2 separate regions of the Mus musculus genome follow, and region 1 is linked to region 2. The links are chromatin contacts, called in public Micro-C maps. All regions are on one chromosome and are shown on one strand. The core of a region is the stretch at or near the end of the contact, and the rest is flanking DNA. Distances in the headings are between cores, read along the strand shown. Region 1 holds the start of Aunip (aurora kinase A and ninein interacting protein). Region 2 holds the start of Fam76a (family with sequence similarity 76, member A).

What was found. A called contact is a pair of places that touch in the nucleus more often than the background predicts.
Region 1: a Micro-C map of the G1E-ER4 cell line shows a contact between it and region 2. The contact joins the promoter of Aunip here to the promoter of Fam76a in region 2. A contact is called at or near these places in 3 of 484 Hi-C or Micro-C datasets (all in the G1E-ER4 cell line), 2 of 115 datasets of contacts at active chromatin or transcription factors (embryonic stem cells and pancreatic cancer cells) and 1 of 9 other capture datasets (liver).

What each region holds. Positions count from the first base shown.
Region 1 is chr4:134,509,293-134,514,949 of GRCm38.p6, reverse strand. Aunip (aurora kinase A and ninein interacting protein) reads right to left here and starts at 3,951. Exons shown (of 3, transcript NM_001081099.1): 1 at 3,781-3,951. The coding sequence starts at 3,858. Paqr7 (progestin and adipoQ receptor family member VII) reads right to left here. Exons shown (of 2, transcript NM_027995.3): 2 at 4,713-5,657.
Region 2 is chr4:132,920,966-132,926,006 of GRCm38.p6, reverse strand. It overlaps Fam76a (family with sequence similarity 76, member A), which reads left to right and starts at 3,456. Exons shown (of 9, transcript NM_145553.2): 1 at 3,456-3,649. The coding sequence starts at 3,569.

The DNA of each region.
Region 1 (5,657 bases), core at 2,702-5,201, 1.6 Mb before region 2:
AACAGGTAAGACAGGAACTCGCTCTCATTAGAGGCCAACTATATGCCACCCCCATTCTCTCCAAAGTAACAGTTTTATGAAAGGACCAAGAGGGGGGAAGACAGGTTTTCCAAAGCACTGGCCAGTAGCTATGCCGTGTGCCTCTCTGATGGCTACTCTAGAAGAGGCAGGTTTCTACAGTCTGCCAGTCACTGTAGTGCTCCTGTCTGGTATTTGAAGTGTTTTATGAGAATATAGTTAAGAAAGTACACATTCACCAAGTGCGTGGATTTTTTTTCCCTCAGCCCAGCAAACAACGCAGGCAGCAAAAACCAGCTAAACATGCTCTGACTCAATGCACTGTGACACCATTACTCAGAGAGGTCAGGCCCCACAGGTTAGAGGCACTGTCCCCTTGAGATGCCAATCACAAGCCCAGGGCTGTGAGACCTGTGCTATCATTCCGGTCCACAGACCACTGTAATCGGCTCTCGGAGGCTCCAAGAGCCCAGAGAAACACTCGCATTTGTCGTTTCCTTTAAATACTACATACGCCCTGTCATCTCCGCAGGAAGGTCAAAGAAAATTCAAGGCCAGCCTGGTCTACATGGTGAGCACCAGGCCAGGCTGGGTTTGTGGTGATTTTGTTGCTGTTCCTCCCCAAGGCAGCCTCCCTGTATAGTCCAAGCTGACCTGAACTCAGCCATACCAAGATGGCCTCAAACATGGAATCCTCCTGCCTCTGGCTTCTGAGTCCCATGCCATCAGCTCAGTAGCTGTTTTAAATAGCAAAAGATGGAAGACAACTTTTCATTAATTAGGGACTACAGACACGTCAGACAGACAGACACACACACACCCCTCTGCTATGGACTGAACTGTGTTACATGGAGTTCACATACTGAAACAGTACCTCCCGGTGAGATGGTATGTAGAGATGGAGACTTGGGAAGTAGTTAGTATTGGATGAGGTTGAGGGAGCCTCTAATGACACTAGAGAGCCTGCTGTTTCTCCTCCTCCACACGTGCACCCACACAGGCATCACAATGCCACCCCAGCACATTGTTTGCAAGCTAGGAGAATCCTCGCCAAAACAGGAATATGACAACACTCTGATCCCGAGGCGAGCAGTCCTCAGAGCTAAGAAAACCAGTTCTGAGGTTTTTTGTTTTAAAAGATTTACTTATTTATTTTATGTATATGTACACTGTAGCTGTCTTCAGACACACCAGAAGAGGGCATCAGATCCCATTACAGATGGTTGTGAGTCACCATGTGGTTACTGGGATTTGAACTCAGGACCTCGAAGAGCAGCTGGTGCTCTTAACCGCTGAGCCATCTCTCCAGCCCCAATTCTGTTGTTTAAGCCATCTAGTCTATGGTATCTCATTACGGCAGCCTGAGCCAACTACGGTAATATTACAATGAACGACATTCTATACATGTCCCTGAATTACAAAGGCATGAAGGCAACTCTAGGAAAACCCGATTCACGAGGCAAGAATTAAAAACCCAAGCTTCAGGCTGGAGCCATGGCTCAGTGGTTAAGAAAGCTTGCTGCCCATATAGAGGAGCCAAGTTCAGTTCCCAGTGTGGGACCCCGACTTAGAGCGTTTCTCCCTGGAAGGTAAAGCCCCTAAATGTTCCCCAAGCTTGTTTTCCCTGATCTCTAAAAACACAGCCAGAAAGAAGCTCTTTGTTCTCTATAGCCAGCAAAAAGCCTTTTTGTTTCTATACTTTACAACCAGAGATGCCTGCCTTCCTGTGCGGAGGACTCGGGAGATAAAAATTCAGAAAGAACTCACTCCCCACTCCTGCCTTGTAAATTTCACCAAGGACACCCGGAAGAGAAGAACTCCTCCCAACTCCTCCCAACTCCTCCCAACTCCTCAGCTAGTTGTTAAAAGCCCCCTGCTGTCCGCTCCGGTGCCCTGCACAGCGTTGGGACTTCGTCCTCAGCTAGCTGATGATAAAACCTCTTGCGGTTTGCCTCGGGTGTGGTTTTCTCTCGGTCACTGGGGTGCTGGCCAGCTCATCCCGGGACTTGAGCGGAGGTCCAGCATGGGGGTCTTACACCAGTGCTCGTATCACACAGCTCACAAGTGCGTGCAACTACTGCCCCCTCCAAAGTCACCGACACAGACATCCGTGGGGACAGGGTAGGTGGGGACAGCCTGGAGAGACAGCTTAGTGGTTAAGAGCGCACAGGACTCTTCCTGAGGACCCGAGTTCGATTCCCAGCACCATATCAGGTGGCTTACCACTACCTGTAACCCCAGCTTCAGGGAGGGTCTCTCACACCTCTGACCTCCGTGGGCACCTGTACTCCTGTACATATCACACACACACAATGATATCATTAAAATAATTTAAAAAACCTAAATATACACAAATTGCCAGTGTATAGCATGCAACTATTTGTAAATAGGAAAAAGATGCATTTGTGTGTGTGTGTGTGTGTGTGTGTTAATTACAGGCAAAGCCAGGAGTATATCTCACAGACTATATGTTTACATTTCAGAACACATCGATTTATTACCTATTCCGAAAATGTTCTTTTTTTTGGTTTGGTTTTTTTGTTTGTTTGTTTGTTTGTTTGTTTGTTTTTGTTGTTCTCGAGACAGGGTTTCTCTGTATAGCTCTGGCTGTCCTGGAACTCACTTTGTAGACCAGGCTGACCTCAAACTCAGAAATCTGCCTGCCTCTGCCTCCCGAGTGCTGGGATTAAAGGCGTGCGACACCACGCCCGGCTCCAAAAATGTTAAGAGGAAAAAAATGTGAAAGTTTGTTACCCTCAAAAAATTACTTCAGCCAGGCAATGGTGGCCTTTAATCTCAGCACTTGGGAAGCAGAAGCAGGTGGCTCTCTGAGCTCAGGGACAGCCAGGACTACACAGAGAAACGCTGTCCCCGGGGAAGAAAATGACTTCGGTTGTAAGATGACTTTAAGAATCCTCAATTTTTCAGTCGGGTGTGGTTGCACACGCTGATCGTAGCACTAGGGAAGCAAAGAGGTGGATCTCTGAGCTCAAGGCCAGCCAGCTCTACACAGTGAGTTCCAGAATAGCCAGTTACATAACAGAAAAAAAACCCTGGCTCAAAACAAAACAAAAACCAAGAATCTCCAATTTTTCATCAGCAAAAAATGGTTAACAGCTGCTCTTTAGACTGCTAATCATACTATTTAAATCTCAGATCTCCACCTGTTCCATTCAATCTGCTTTAATAGTCTCAAATCAACAGCAATCTTTCTAAACTCCAAAAGTCACATTTCTCTTGAAACTACTTATGGGGACATATCATGTTCTGCCTAGGTAATTGGACTGATACTAGCATATAGCTGGACCAAACAAGGTAATATTACTTAAAACCCTAAACACAACGGCCAGCATAAGATGCTAAACAAGCAATTGTCTAACACTTGTTGGTAATAAGCGAACTGGGGGAACCTGGATTACTCAACCCTCTTTCACTAGTGAAAAAAAAAAAGATTAATGACACAGCCAACGCATATTAAACGCCCAATTAGTCTCCAGCACCCCAGGGATGCTCATTTAATGTTGGGCCAGATCCCCGATCTGATCTGCATTTTCCATGTTGCTGGTTCTGGCAAACTGGGTAGACCGCACCCTGTAGGTGACCAGTCGTGGAGCCCTTCCCAGCATGCCACAGGACGCCTGAGGCGCCAGTTCAAAGGCCTCACGCTGCCAGTCGCCCCGAATCCCGTCCTCCCTTTATGCCGACCCCCTCCCTTCAGGCGTCCCCCAAAGCCCGCGTATCGCCTCAATATTGGCGTCCCACCTGCATCTTCCGCCTCTTCAGCGCCGCCGCGTCCAACCACACACCACACGCCTCCTCCTCGGGCCCTCTATGCCTCATGGCGGCCGCGCACCGCGCACCACTGCAGCCGGCGTTAGCGCCAACCCGCGTTCAGATCTCCCGCCACTGCAGGAGGCAGGGCTCTGCCCGGCCGTAATGACGTAAGCCCCGCCCCTAACCACGCCCAGTGCGCTAAGGAAGCCGGGCGGTTCCCGGGAGCTCTTCCTGCTTTGCTCTTCATTCCTGTGTGGACTCTGCACCCTCTGCATGTGTAGGTCACTACCAAGTTTGGTTTGGCAGGACTGCACTTTTTTTCAGAAATATATATATGAATACATATTATAATATGTAATATGTATCCACATATATAATATGTACTCATATAATTTGTGACTATACTATATAAGTATTATAGAATACATGATAAAATAAAATACATGCATATACTCTATAAGTGAGTGTATATTAATATATTGTGTTGATATATTTATGTAAATATATTTATGCATAATTTTTAAGAATTATGTTGGGGGGTGTCTGTAGGCATGCGCGCATGAGCATAGGTGTAAATGGAGGACAGAAGAGTAGGATTCCGAGGATGGAGCTAGAGTATAGGCTCTTCTGAGTCACCATATAGGAGCTAGGAATCAAATCAGGGTCCTCTGCAAGAGCAACCAGTGCTCTTAACCGCTGAGCCATCTCTCCAGTCTCAGACTGCACAGTTTTACTCCAGAGCCTCCCCTCCTGGAGCAGTGGAGCCAGGTTCTAGACCCCACTCTAAACCCTTTTGTCCCTGGCTGACCCAGTGGTTGGTTACCCGACACTAGGGGTTGCCACTAATTGGCATGTAAGAGTAACTGAGCCAATACATGGAAGATCTTTGAAAACATGAAATAAAAAATCGAATCAAGGAATTGGGTGGTGGAACCACAGGCCTTTAATCCCAGCAGAGGCAGGTGGATTTCTGTGAGTTACAAAACAAACCTGGTGTACAGAGCAAGTTCCAGGACAGAGAAACACTGTTTCAAAAAAAAAAACAAAAGAAACAAAATTGGAATCCAGGGATGAGGCTGTAACTTCATTTGTTAGAGTGCTTGTCTAGCAGGCATGGGAGGCTTAAATGCAAACACTTGAGAGACAGAGGCAGGCAGATCTCTGTCAGTTCAAAGCAGAACTAAAAGAAAGTTTGTAATTATTATTTAGAGTTACAGGAGATTGTGAGCCACCCAATATGTGTGCTGGAAATCAAACTCAGATCTCCTGGAAGGGCAGGACACACTCTTAACCAGTGAGCCCTCTCTCCAGCCCTGGGTGAATATTTCTTGTAACTTTTCGTATGTCTGGTTTTATATAAATTTTATATATGAATTTCATATGTATTACACGAAAACCCTTAGAATATATTATAAGTGGCGGGACATGTCCTATCTGTTTCCTTATTCATCTGCAGTTCTGGGGACTGAATGAAGTGTCTCATGCAAGGCTCTTCATGAGCAGTTCCCAGTCCTTTCTTTACTTCCAGACAGAATCTCTCTGTTTCCCAGGCTGGCAATCTGGCCGATCTTTAATCCCTCAAAATGCCAGATAGGAATATAATTACACACATGCGCACACACACACACACACACACACACACACACACTGCATTCCCAACAACAGTTCTGTGAGACCCCAACTTAAAGTGTTTCTCCCTGGAAGGTAAAGCCCCTAAATGTTCCCCAAGCTTGTTTTCCCTGATCTCTAAAAACACAGCCAGAAAGAAGCTCTTTGTTCTCTATAGCCAGCAAAAAGCCTTTTTGTTTCTATACTTTACAACCAGAGATGCCTGCCTTCCTGTGCGGAGGACTCGGGAGATAAAA
Region 2 (5,041 bases), core at 2,207-4,706:
CCTGAGTGCTGGGATTATAAATCTGCACCATTGTGTCCAGTTTATGCAGTGCTGTAGACTGGAACCTAGGGCATCCTAAAGGCTGTACAAGTTTTTAACACTTGGCCTCACATGTAGCCCCCACTGGCCTGGAGCTAACTACATAGACAAGAGCAGACTCAACCCTTTATCAATCCTGCCTCTGTCTCTGATAAATCTTTTTTAAAAAAAAATCAGGCTTACTTTATATGTATGAATGGTCCACCTGTATGTATGTATGTATGTGCACCACTTGTATGTCCCCTGACTCCCCTGGAGTTGGGGTTACAGATGTTTCAACACCATGAATGTGCTGGAAACTGAATTTAGGAATCTGAACCAGCTCTTCCTCCTGAGTCATCGATGCAGCCCCTCAGATCAATCTTTCGAAAAGACAAACTCAGTCATGTGGCTCCTTGTTTAAAAAAAAACAACAAAAAAACCCAACCTGCCAGTAACATCTTTCCTATTTATTTATTGCCTTGTATAATCCACTATGCTAAAACCCCATTCGGAGCCAGGGAGTGGTGGTATAGACCTTTAAGCCCAGCATTCAGGAGACAGAGGCAGGTAGATCTCTGAGTTTGAGGCTAGCCTGATTTCCAGAGCAAGTTCCAGGACAGCCAGAGCTACATAGAGAAACTCCCATCTCAAACAAACAAACAAACAAACAAACAAACCAACAACAACATCATCATCATCGATCCACACAGGGCCCGAGGTGCTGCCCACAATGCCCTGTCCACGCTGTAGGTATCCTTTCTCTCCCTCTTTTCCTCTGAGGCCCAGGTACATGGGGCTTTTCTCCCATCTCAGGGCCTTCTCTCTCTGCATAGAATACTCTTGGTTAAATCAGGAGGCTAAATTCCTCTTGACTTTGAGATCTTGGCCCCTCAGAAAGTTCTCTGCGTCTGAGCACACGGCTGGCCAGCCACCACAAAAAAAAAAAAAAAAAGAAAGAAAGAAAGTTCTCCGTTTTATCATTCTATCATCTCGGTCTATCCTACCTATCTCCCCCACACACCCCCATCCTCCCGTCCTAGGTCTGTCCTCTTTCCTTGCAGGATTTTTTTTTCCCCCTTTCTTCCTTTTTTGGTCCTTTGCAGCCCTGGCTGTCCTGGAATTTGCTCTGTAGACCAGGCTGGCCTCCAACACAGAGCTCGGTTTAGTTTTGGCCCCTGAGGACAAGGAACTGAGGTGCACATTTTACAGATCAAAGCAGACCTGGCCTCCAGGTTCTCCCAGCATCCCTCAGTCCCTATCTGGCACACCCTGCCCCCAATCCTGAACTTTCCAGCCCAGGGGCTAGGCTGCCCTTCTCCAGAGGCACATTTTGTTCTCTTGTGTTCTCTCTCTCTCTCTCTCTCTCCCTCCCTCCCTCTCCTCCTCCCTCCTCCTCCTCCCCTCCTCCTTCTCTTCTTTCTCTGCTCACCATTTTTCCTCTTTCTCTCCCCTGACCTTTGCCCTCATGGTGACTCCCCTGGCCTTAATCCTTGGGGCCAGTGAACTTGCCAGAGAGCCCAATAAACCTCCATTTAATATAATGTAATCTGGCTTGAATTTGGCTTGTTTCATGGATGGAGAAATAATTTATCAAGATCCACCTGCCTCTGCCTCCCTGGCTGTGGGGTTTTTTGCTTGTTTGTTTTTAAAGACAGGGTCACATGGAGCTTAGCTAGACTCAAACTTAGTAAGTAGTGAAGGATAGAGTTGACCTTCTGATCCTCCTGCCTCCAGTTCCCATGTACTGTGATTACAGGTGTTACTGCTATGCTCAACTTACGGTTTGTCTTTTCATTTATCATAGCCCCTTTTGGCTAATTTGCCAAACAAAGGCAGAGATCATGTCTGGCTTATTGATTGTGTGCATAAGCCAGAATTGTCACATAGTAAATACTTAACACGTTATTCAAGGAGGGTCTGGAGAGATGGCTCAGTGGTTAAGATTACATACTGTTTGTACAGTATTCATGTCAGACAGTTTAAAACTGCCTGCAACTCCAGCCCTGGGGGACTCCATCTAGCCTTGATAGGCACTGCATTCACACACACACACATACACAGAGGCATGCACACTCACAAACACATTTTTAAAAAAAGATTTATTTATTTATTTTATGTATAGGGGTACACTGTAGCTGAACAGATGGTTCTGAGCCTTCATGTGGTTGCTGGGAATTGAACTCAGGACCTCTGCTGGCTCCAGCCTTGCTGGCTCCAGCCCCAAGATTTATTTATTATTATATGTAAGTACACTGTTGCTATCTTCAGACACACACTAGAAGAGGGCATCAGACCCCATTACAGATGGTTATGAGCCACCATGTGGTTGCTGGGAATTGAACTTAGGACCCTTGGAAGACAGTCAGCGCTGAGCCATCTCTCCAGCCCCACAAACACATTTACAAGTAAAAATAACTTTTAAAAAAGGTTTATTGTATGAATGATCATCGATATTTTCTATTCCTTTCTTTCCTCTCACTTCCTATGCCCTACCTCTTTTTCTTTCTCCAGTGCTAGAGATCAAACCAATCCCTAAGTCTCACACACACTAGAACGGACAGATCAATTAGCTCCATATTAAGTGAGGGGGACACAGAGACACACACACAAACTAAAATGTATTAAAGGTTTTGGGTCATGTACAGATGGCCTCCATACACACACAGCCAACCGATCTCAAGAGTATCATGGCCACCGTGTTCCTATTGCCTTTAATTCTAGCTTCAGGTCTCTACTGTTTTACCATTTTACAACTGCCCATCTTTTGTAAGTGCACGTGAGTGCAGGTGCCTGCTGAGTTAAGAGGCATCAGGGATAGCCCTGCAGCTGGAGTTACAGGCGATCTGAGCCTCCAGATGTGGGTGCTGGGAACCAAACTTTGCAAAAGCAGCATTCGGAGCCTTCTCTCCAGCCCATAGAGGACACTCATTTAATATCCTGCTTTTCCCCTCCGCCTGCTCCAAAGATAGACTTTCCTCCTTGGTTGCCAGTGGGTTTAAACTCCGGATGGTCTCGTAGTTCGAATCCGACGTTGCCCGACTGTCACCCCAATCCCACACTCCTTCGGCTAGCGGGAAGCTCCACGGCAACCCAAAACATCACAACTTCATCGAGTATCGCGAGAAGCTCCAATGCTCCCGCAGCCCCCGGAGAGGCGGAGCGAGGGCGGAGCCTCAGCGGGCAGGTGGGCGGAGCCCGAGGGCTTCCGCTATCCTACTCGGAAGACGCTCTTTTCAGGCGGCGCCCCCGCGTGACTGCGCTTTACATAATCGCGGCCCCGAGCGTCACAGTGGCGTAGTCCAACCCGGACCGAATCAGAGCCGTCGGGAACTCCACGTTCCGCCCCCTCCCGCGTGATCGACGTCCACGCGAGCCAGCGAACGGCCTCTGAGCACCGGAGAGCCCGCCCCTGCGCCCGCGGCCCGCCCTCGCCCGCCCGCCCTCCGCAGCCCGCGGCCCGGCCGCCGCCGCCAGGTTGTGCCTGAGACTGTCAGATAAAGCGGCGGGCCGGCGGGAGGGGCGGCGGCGATCACGGCCCGGGCCGGACATGGCGGCGCTGTACGCCTGCACCAAGTGCCACCAGCGCTTCCCCTTCGAGGCGCTGTCTCAGGGGCAGCAGCTGTGCAAGGTGCGCGGGCTGGGGCGGCGGCCGGGAGCTGGGGACGCTCCAGGCGCGGTTCGGAACTCTCGGTCCAGCGAGGACGGCTGCCGGGGTCCCCTCGGGCAGGGTGTGGCCGGCCCGTTTTGCGGACGAGCTGAGCCGGGCCCGCAGAGGACTGCAGGGTACTTGTGGGAGCCCCGGGCGGAGTCCAGGCCCTGGCAGCCGGCGTGTCCTGGTGCTTAGCAACGGCTGGGGTTTCTTCTCCGACCTGGTGAGGTCGCGGGAGGGGACAGCTCCCCTGTTTGTCCCCGACTGGCCCCCCGGGAAGATTTCCTTGGACCGCCTTCTCTTCTGATGTGGTCGTCTTGAGTGTAGAATGACGGTCCAGAGATTTCCCTTGTCCTGGATGAGATTGAACCCCGGAATCAGGTGCTGCTTGTGAGGAGTGTTTTGAACTCTGGACACTTCGTGGGCACTTTACAGCCGATCTCAAAGTTAGAGGTGGCAAGGCTTTATTAGGGAAAATGAAAAAAGTACCCCAACAGTGTCTTGGAACACACACGAACAGGGTGACTTTTTAGCATCTAATTGGTAGCCTTCCTCCTCATCCTAAGCATTTTTTAACCCCTGAAATGCCAGCGTTTTTATATATAACTTCCTCCCACCTCGTCGGTTCAAGAGAGCAACAGTTAAGTCGGCAAGCTCGTGCAGAGTTGCCGTTGACAGATCCTCAGATATTTCAGATACAGAATGTGTGTCTGTGTCCGTCCGCTGTGTGTAGTTCACCTCCCCGCGTCCCCCCAAAAAGATGCCCACATACTTTCCTTAAGCCACTTGGGTTTACTGAGTCCGAAAGATAGTGTTTGAAGGCCCCCTTGGACATAAAAACTTTGATCTAAACATTTTTCTTGTTTGTTTCCGAGGCAGGGTCATATAACTTGTAGCTCTGGCTGTCTTTGAACTCTCAGAGATCTATCTGACTGCCTCTGTCTTCCAAACGCTGGGATTAAAGTCGTGTACTGTTGCTCAGTCTAAGGCTGTATGATTCTTTGTTGTTATTTTTGTTTTTTGTTTTTCCAAGACAGGGTTTCTCTGTATAGCCCTGGCTGTCCTGAAACTCACTTTGTAGACCAGGCAGGCCTCGAACTCAGAAAATCCTGAACTCGGCCTCCTGAGTGCTGGGATTAAAGGCATGTGCCACCACCTCCCGGCTCTTTTTTTTTTTTTTTTTTTTTTTTAAAGGAAGTTCAATAAACAAGACAGCTTTAATCTTTTGCCTTCGTATCACAAGTGATCCTTCTCATTATCCCACAACAGCAGACGGACCAGCTGGACTCTTACCTAGAGAGCTAACGACCAATCTAGAGCTTATTCATGATATATTTGTTTTAAAATCTATGAGTAGTTCATACAGATTCC